Linked DNA regions of Mus musculus: all the other regions are linked to region 2. A link is a contact called in public promoter capture Hi-C data. All regions are on one chromosome and are shown on one strand. The core of a region is the stretch at or near the end of the contact, and the rest is flanking DNA. Distances in the headings are between cores, read along the strand shown.

Region 1 (2,713 bases), core at 113-2,612, 2.2 Mb before region 2:
TTCAGCTAGGCACTGTGTGAGTCTCTGCAAGTTCCCAGGGACCCAATTAGGTTTTCTGCTCCCACAAAGAGTCCACTCCCCAAGAATCTGGGGGAGGGGTGACAACCACCTGCTCTCCATCTAGATATGCACCTGAAAGTGTGTTTATGCAAGATTATGAGGCTGTCCTGGAAAGGACCTAGGCAAGGCCAACAGTCAAATGATTCTGGGGCCCTTTACATGAGGTGTCAGCCAAAGAGGGTGAGCTGGGGGTATCTGATTGTGACTAGGTAACCCCAAGAGTGAGGTAGAGGCATGTAAAACCGACAGTACTTCAGGTTAAGGATGGGGGTTGGGGGGAGGATCTGCTGCGATGGAGCAGACAGGGAGGGGAGGAGTGTGCCAGGCGGGCACTGTGTGGCAGAGTTCAGGGCTGGTGGGAAAGGGGCGGCGCTGCAGAGGCCAAAGCGCCAGACTGGGCGCCAGGACTCACCTCGCGCCGCCTCAGCCGACGGGAGGGCCCCCAATAGCAGCAGCAGCAGCGCGGGGCTCCGCGTCATCTCGCCGGTCGGACCTGAAGCAGGGGCGCGGTCACTGGGAGCTGGACTGGACGCCACTCAGGGCTCAGGCCCGCAAGACCCAGGTCGCGGCCGCAGAGCCAGGGTCCGGCCCCCCTCGGCGCCGAGCTCCAGGCAAAGGAAGCGAGGCGCGTAGACGCTGAGCGTATCAAAGGCAGACAAAGGGTTTACACTAATTACCAGCCGCCCCCGCCGCCCCCTTTCCAAACACCGTCTGGATTCCTGGCGCTTGTAACTCGGGCCCTGCCCGCGGGACACACAACACCGAGCGGCCCCGCAGATAATCGCCTGCGCCATTAGCGGACAAATTTGCGCTGGGGGGCCCACGTGGGGCTCAAGGGGGGGCGGGGCGCGGGGCAGGGCCGCGGGCCCCACAGGAGCAGCTACGGCGCGAGCCCGGCTCCCGCCCCGCACAGTGATCGCGGCCCTGCCCTTCGCGCCCCGCACTCTAACCCATTCCAGCCCTCCCTCCGGGGGTCGCGGACGTACAGCCCGGCTCACCTCGACAGGGATCAGCGCGGGGGCGCGCAGCAGGCAACGGGGTCAGAGCCGGGCCCCTGAGCAGCGCGACGCGGTCATCGCTGCCCCGGGCGCCGCATCCCGCCCCCCGCGCCCCCGGGCCCGGCCTGGGCGGGGCGGCGCTACCTGGGCGCTGGCGGCTGGGGCCGGGCTGGGGCGCGGGGCGCGCTGTCCGCGCGGATAAACGGCGAGGCTTGGCGAGGGCGGGGAAGAGGGGCGGCGGGGCGAGGGGCCCGGGGCGCCGCGCCGCGAGGCGTCCTTCCCTGCGGGGCTTTGTCAACTCTCCCGGAGCGAGCGCGGAGCAGCCCTGAGCTCCGCCCCGCACAACTTCCGGCCAATCTGCGAGCCCCAGTCCGCCCCGTTCCCCGCCCCTCCCCGAAACTTTGCTCCAATCCGCACACGTGCCCGCCAGGCTCGCTGCTTAACCCTCGCAGTGCTTCTGCCCTTCAGGCTGGCGGCTCCCCGGAGCGCGCCCAGTCGGCCCTGCCTCGCCGCGCCCCCGCCCCTGGGCTCTGGGAACGCGCGGTCCCGCTAGCCTGAAGACCAGCTGATGGCCGCGGAGCCCACTCGGTATCTGCACCAGCTAGGCCCCTGGCCCCCAGAGCTGGCCGTTACTGCACTGTCTCTACTCCCGGCTTTAAACAGGAGGAAGGGAGCTGAACGGAACCTTCGAGCTTTTGTGAGTAGAGAGGCCGCTGTGCTGCTCTGGTTTGAGGGCGGGGGGTGGGGGGGTGGGGGTGGGGGGGTAAGGTGCGGGGGGGGGGGGGGAGATGGCGCAGATCTCCAGTGCTGGAGTCCAACGAAGCCCTGACTTGAGCATCTAGTTGTACCTAGGACCTTAGGAAGGCTGAGAGGGTCCTACAGCCCACCTGGATACTTCTCTGCACCTCACCTGCTTTGTGATAGTAATCAACACACCCTTTTGTCTTTGCTACTTAGCAAGTGTCTTGCTGTACCCCTGCACCCATCAAACAGAAAGACTGGTGAGTTTCCCAAACCTCACTAGCTCCCTTCAGCAGCATCCTGATCCATCCCCCGCGATCTCTCCAGACAGCTTCCTGCCTACCCTCACTCACCAGAGCCAAAATTCATCAAAACATGAGTCTTGCCAGTTTTCTCAACATAAATCCCATAATTTTTGACGCCCCGGTAGTGCCTCCCAAGAGACCACTCCTAAGCTCCGCTTTCAAGGACCCTGATCCAAACAACTTTTCTTCTCTAAGCTAAGAAGCACCCCCTCTTTCCGGAAGCCTGTCAGAGAAAAATGAAACCGAGGAATAGCCTAGTGTTCCTAGCCCCAAATTCTGTTTCTGGGCTAGTGTGGGCAAATGGAGGTGAACCTTGTCTCCTCTGCATGAAGGTCCAAGTACCCATCTCAACTGCAACGCTGTGTCTCAGAAGCAGCCCATGGAACTTTCTCTGGGCTACCAGAGAATTTGGGCTAGTACTGGGGTCACAGAAAGCATTTAAAACAGACAGAGTGGGTCCTGACTAGTCTGAGTAGGTCCTGGCTCCACAGAAAGTTTTGTGAGGAGATGCCACCGAAGCATGTAGTGCAACAACATTGTGTTGCTGCCAACCAAGAGCAGTTGTGTGTGGAGGTGGCTCTGTAGTGTGGGGAGGTTAAAAGCAAATGA
Region 2 (2,744 bases), core at 149-2,648:
ACAGGTTGGAGACGTCCTGAAGAAAGAATGCAAGTTGATACCCTCCGACAAGGCGGCGTCACAGTCGCGTTCCAGGTCCCAAATGGATCGGCGGTGACTGTTTCCTTTCCAAAACCAAGGCCTGCCACAGTGGGGAGGGGATGGAAGCATTGGAGGGAGGAGCTGCGGGAGCTCAGGCTGCGGACCAGCCACCCAGTTCCCGCGGCCCCACAGCAGCCTGATGCCGCAGGGAACCACAGCTGCCCGCGCCGCTGGAGAACGCCTCGCCCGGGGTTTTTCCCGGTTCGGGAGAAAGTGCTTGGCCCGGCATTTCTTCCAGCACAGGCTCTGACTGGAGACAAAGCGGGATTTGGAGCCAAAGGCCCGATCCTTCCCGACAGGGGGGTCAAAGATGTAGCCCCCCAGCTCAGTGCCTCTCCTGGATCTGCTACCCGGTTGGACCGAGCTGGAGCGCACCGGCTCCTGTGGGGAGAGTAGAGCTCAGACGTTGCAGGCCCACGCGGAGCTCTGGCTCTGGTGTCACACACTTCCCCGTGGGGTCCCTCAGCACCTCTATCCCCTGCTCCTCGTGTTTCCGCTCTGCTCAAGCGTGCTTGGGAACCGTGCGAGCGGGGCTGCGCTGCAGGCCACCGGGAGCCGCAGGATCCTTTTGCCCTTCGCGGCCTCTCCACTCACCCTCCAATCTGACTTAGCACGGGCACATCTAACGATCCGTACTGCTTCCCCGCTTCCCGCCCGGGGGCTCCCTTCTCCAGTGCCCTTCTGGTCTCTCCCCATCTCCCTGGCCGGGTACTCGTTACAGTGGGTACCACTTGGACCCCTGGAGTAGGCGTTGGGCTCAGGGCTGCGGGCGCACCGAGGTTCGGTTCTCAAAAGAGCAGCGGGGTTCGAGGCGCGCTGCTGACGGGCTGGCCAGGAGCGCGCCCATTGGCTCCCGGCACGCCGGCGTCGCTGGCTGGCGCGCAGCGGCCAATGGGGCGCGGGGCCCGGGCGGCGGGGGCGCGGGCGGGGAGCGGCGGCGGGGGCCGTGACGTCACGGGAGGGGGTCGGCGCCGCCCGCGAGCCCGCGGATGACAAGCCAACGCGCGGGGCAGCGGCGGGAGTCGCCGGGCGCCGCCTGTCCGCGGTCTCCTGCGCCCGCGCTTGCTCCTTCGCTGCTTCTCCTCCTCCCGGGGCGGCGGCGGCCGCGTTCGCTCCGCAACTTTCCAACAAAGTTCAGAAACTCGGCTCCGGGACTGCCGGGTCACGCACGGCGGTCACCTCCGGGACCGCCCGGCCTTAGCGGTCGCTGCACCTGCTCCGGCCGCCGCCGCCGCCGCCCGGGATCGGGCAGTGGGCAGACCCAGGCGGCGGCGGTGGCGGTGCAGGTGGCGGCGGCGGGGTTGCTCCAGCGGCCAGCATCTTAGTCTCGGTGCTGCTCTCCGCTGCCACCGCCCACGTGCGCGGTGGTCCAGCGGAGCGGAGCACACCTTCCCGCTTGTGGCATTTGGGGGCTTTCCCCTCAAATTTTTTTCTCTTTACTTTTTGTATAAGGGGGAAAAGTTGAGTCGAAAGTGCCCACCAATTGTCACCTCCCATTATCCTTCATTCCCTCCCCACTTTTTTTTTTTTTTAAAGCAGTGTCAACGCTTTTTAGTGTCTATTTTGTTTTACGATCGGTAGTTTCCCTTGCTTGGTCCCGGCGGCGGCTGATCCGCGGAGTAGCGTGGACCTCATGTAGAAATGACAGCAATGGAAGGGGCCAGCGGGTCGAGTTTTGGAATAGACACTATTTTGTCCGGTGCCGGTTCCGGGAGCCCCGGCATGATGAACGGGGATTTCCGATCGCTCGGTGAAGCGAGGACAACGGATTTTAGGAGCCAGGCCACCCCGTCACCCTGTTCGGAGATTGATACCGTGGGAACGGCGCCCTCTTCACCGATCTCGGTCACCCTGGAACCCCCGGAGCCGCATCTTGTGACAGACGGACCCCAGCATCACCATCACCTCCACCACAGCCAACAGCCGCCGCCACCATCCGCGGTCCCCGCGCAAAGTTTGCAGCCTTCGCCCCAACAGCAACCGCCGCCGCAGCCGCAGTCAGCAGCCCAGCAGCTGGGCTCGGCCGCCGCGGCCCCCAGGACTTCCACCTCTTCCTTTTTAATTAAGGACATCTTGGGAGACAGCAAACCCCTGGCGGCTTGTGCACCCTACAGCACCAGCGTTTCTTCTCCTCATCACACCCCGAAGCAGGAGAGCAACGCGGCACACGAGAGCTTCAGGCCAAAGCTTGAGCAGGAGGACGGCAAAACCAAGCTGGACAAGAGAGAAGACCCCCAGAGCGACATCAAATGCCACGGTGAGTTGCGCCGGAGCTGCCCGGGTCACTTGAGTGACCGCCGAAGGAGAGGGGCCTAGGCGTGCGATTTAGCGACGCACCTTAAGTTCTGTTGGTTACATTTCTGCCCCACAACCTTTGCGGCCATCCGGCTCCGTTCTTTGTTTTACTTAATTTTAAATGTGCTGGAGGAAGGTGGTAACTGAAGAGATAGGATGGGAGACACTTTTCGTTGAAAACAGAGGCTTACTTGGGATTTTTTTTTTTTCTTCTTTTAGCTGAGACCTTGGGAATGGGAGTGGGAAGGGGTGGAGAGAAGCTGGTAGCCAGTTGTGGTTGTCTAGGTCTGTGATCACAACTTGATGTTTATTTTTGAATGCAATACCACCCCAGTATTTTCCAAATGCCCCCTCCATGTTTTCTAAAT
Region 3 (2,700 bases), core at 100-2,599, 2.3 Mb after region 2:
ATCACCATTTGGTGAACAGTAAACAGACTAAAGAATCTGCAGAAAATTCTTTGTTCTCATGTGTTTAATCAACAGGGTTAAATAGAGGCAGGCCACAAGAGTGTCAATCAAACGGAAACCTGAGGAAACCAGGAGTCTTTGCTCTCACAGAGGACAATTCACTTTCTCCATTCGGTGTCTTCAGAACTTCGTAGGACACATGGCCTGGCTACTCTCTGTCAGAAGGATAGATATTCCAGCTACTGATGAAGTGAAGTAATGCAGAGTAAAATCATGTCTGGTGGGAGTGTATGTGTGTGTAGTATTTATGTATCTCCTACCTAATGTATATGTGTGTCCTATGTAATGTAGGTGTGTATGTGTGTGTGTGTGTCCTACCTAATATATCTGTGTATAGGTGTGTGTGTATGTCCTACCTAATGTATATGTGTATATGGTACGAGGTGTGTGTGTGTGTGTGTGTGTGGTATGTGTATGTATGTGTGTCTCCTACCTAATGTATGTGCATGTGCATCTATGTGTGTGTATGTATGTGTGGTGTGTGTGATATGTGTATGTGTGTCCTACCTAATGTATGTGTGTGTATGTTTGTTTGTATGTATGTATGTATGTATGTATGTATGTATGTATGTATATGTGTGTGTAGTATGTGTGTGTCCTACCTAACAGGTAATCCCACTCAGCATTTATTGGAGTCCATCTGCATGCAAAGCATTATACTACCATGAGGATCCAGCTACCCAAAGCCACACTGTCATGATCACCTTTCAGTTGTATACACAATTCATAATGGCCACCGTATTCTCTGAATAAGCCAGGCTGAGAGGCATTCAGTTACCTGTCTGCATTTTGAAACACTTGCTACACTGATTTAGATACTTTCGCATCACCACCTCTAAGAAGCCTACAGATAAAAGTTGTGTTTTATTAATGAAAGCTAAACTCTAACAGGACTTTCCCATCAGCCTCCTATTTAGTAAATGTTCTCTTTCAAAATAATTAGACAGAGATCTAATTAAGGCATCACCAGGCAAACACCTGGCTCTTTTGACTTACCATGTCATTTTTAATATCAGTGTCATTGGCTATTGTGACAGTGACCCCAAAAAACAAAAATAAGAATAGGTTTTACTCAAACTTAGCTCTTCCCCATCTTCCTCTGGAAATCAATGCCTTGTAACATGTTCGTATTTCATATTTTTAAACTCCAAAGCTAAAGTCATTTTAAGAATTAAATGATGGAATGGCCTTACCCTCTCTGGCTCCCAAGGTCTTTTTCCCACAAGGTCAAAACCTCAGCGAAGTTCTCGAAGAGGGATCTCAGAGAAGCCACTCTCCAGCTGCTGCTCAGAAGGCTTGTCTGACAGTGCAGAATTTAAACTCTGCTGCAGCTCCTCAGAGCCAATGAGCCTCAGGCTCGGGGTGACTGACATCACAGGTGTCACCGGGACCCCATACACCCACACTTCCTCCAGCTGGCAGAAGTGGGCCTTCTCTAAAAAGCTCTTGTGGTTCTCAAATGACTAGACGAGTTTCCATTAAATTGAAGATCTTCCTAAAGCTTTATTTTGCTTTCTAAATATATATCTTTTGCATCCATGCAGGCTTGTGAGCATTATAAACAATGACCATGTCTCCCGCCCACTAACAGATCCCAGAAGACCCAGGGATGGGAAAGGCGAGTCAGAGGCGGGTAGAGACCTTCCTGCTGGTGCTTATTTCCAGGTGGTGTGTGAGGGAAGCTACTAAAAGTTTACATTTTCCTAAGTTGTTAGTGTTGAGAATATGACCTTGTATTTCTTCTCTTCCTCTTGTAACAGTCTCTACTAAACACCCCTTACCCCATCTATACACAAAGACTCCAAATTCTTACTGATCTAAGGAAGTGCCATTCTCACGATCCCATGTGAACAGGAAATGTTAAAGTGCCTCCTTCGGTAACTTTTATTTTTAACAACAACAACAACAAAATAATGCTCCATTATCCCCTGAAACTACTTAGCACATTTTAGTAATTTTTGAAATCAGAACTGAATTAGAGGAATGCTAACTAGGTGGATCACATCCAGAGAAGTATTGCCAAGAGCGTCTACTCCATCACCAGAACCGAAATGAAAACACTGTTTGCTAGAGTCTTTCTGAGGAGTGTGCTGAAGTTGGCTGAGGGTTCTGGAAGTGGGTTTGGCACTTGTTCAGGAGCATACTCAAGTAACAATCGCATACCACTAAATAAACGCTTCAATGATATAATATACAGCACCAGGCTTTAATTTCCCCAAGGGTAAGGATGCTTGTTTTGTTAAGTGAAGTACACACAATACCACAATGCCCCTAATGGCAGGGACAATTCTTGGGTCACCATAAGTCCTCAGTAAATATATTTTTGTATGAATGGATGGATTGGGGTATACAATTACCTTGACTGAAACACTTGCATGACTCACTTGCCTTTTTAGATATAACAGCCTGGAAAACATTTTCAAATATGTAAATTATTAGATTTATACAATGTAAGCGTAAACTTGGGCGGCGGCGGGGCAGGATATGAAGAGGAGGAGGCTATTTTCATGCAGAGTTGGTCAGAAGGCCACCGTCCATGGGGAGGAGCTCTAAAGGACACGTGTTCTGTTCTGGTTCTGAATTAGACTCTCTGGTGGCTCCACGGCCCTGCCTGAGGTCTATCCTAAATGAACCTTATAA

The links. Promoter capture Hi-C pulls out the DNA fragments that hold promoters and counts their contacts.
Region 1: a promoter capture Hi-C map of pre-B cells shows a contact between it and region 2, with 3 times the contacts expected there. The contact joins the promoter of Fgfrl1 here to the promoter of Barhl2 in region 2. A contact is called at or near these places in 2 of 39 promoter capture datasets (hippocampal neurons and pre-B cells).
Region 3: a contact with region 2 is called in a promoter capture Hi-C map of the C10 cell line, with 6 times the contacts expected there. The contact joins the promoter of Dmp1 here to the promoter of Barhl2 in region 2. A contact is called at or near these places in 2 of 39 promoter capture datasets (the C10 cell line and pre-B cells).

What each region holds. Positions count from the first base shown.
Region 1 is chr5:108,692,878-108,695,590 of GRCm38.p6, reverse strand. It overlaps Fgfrl1 (fibroblast growth factor receptor-like 1), which reads right to left and starts at 1,362. Exons shown (of 7, transcript NM_054071.2): 1 at 1,059-1,362; 2 at 473-696. The coding sequence starts at 539. It overlaps Gm42151 (predicted gene, 42151), which reads left to right and starts at 1,525. Exons shown (of 2, transcript NR_168910.1): 1 at 1,525-1,755.
Region 2 is chr5:106,456,820-106,459,563 of GRCm38.p6, reverse strand. Barhl2 (BarH like homeobox 2) reads left to right here and starts at 1,398. Exons shown (of 3, transcript NM_001005477.1): 1 at 1,398-2,338. The coding sequence starts at 1,723. It overlaps Gm33151 (a long non-coding RNA gene), which reads right to left and starts at 972. Exons shown (of 2, transcript XR_389476.3): 1 at 676-972; 2 at 1-121.
Region 3 is chr5:104,201,266-104,203,965 of GRCm38.p6, reverse strand. Dmp1 (dentin matrix protein 1) reads right to left here and starts at 1,349. Exons shown (of 6, transcript NM_016779.2): 1 at 1,254-1,349.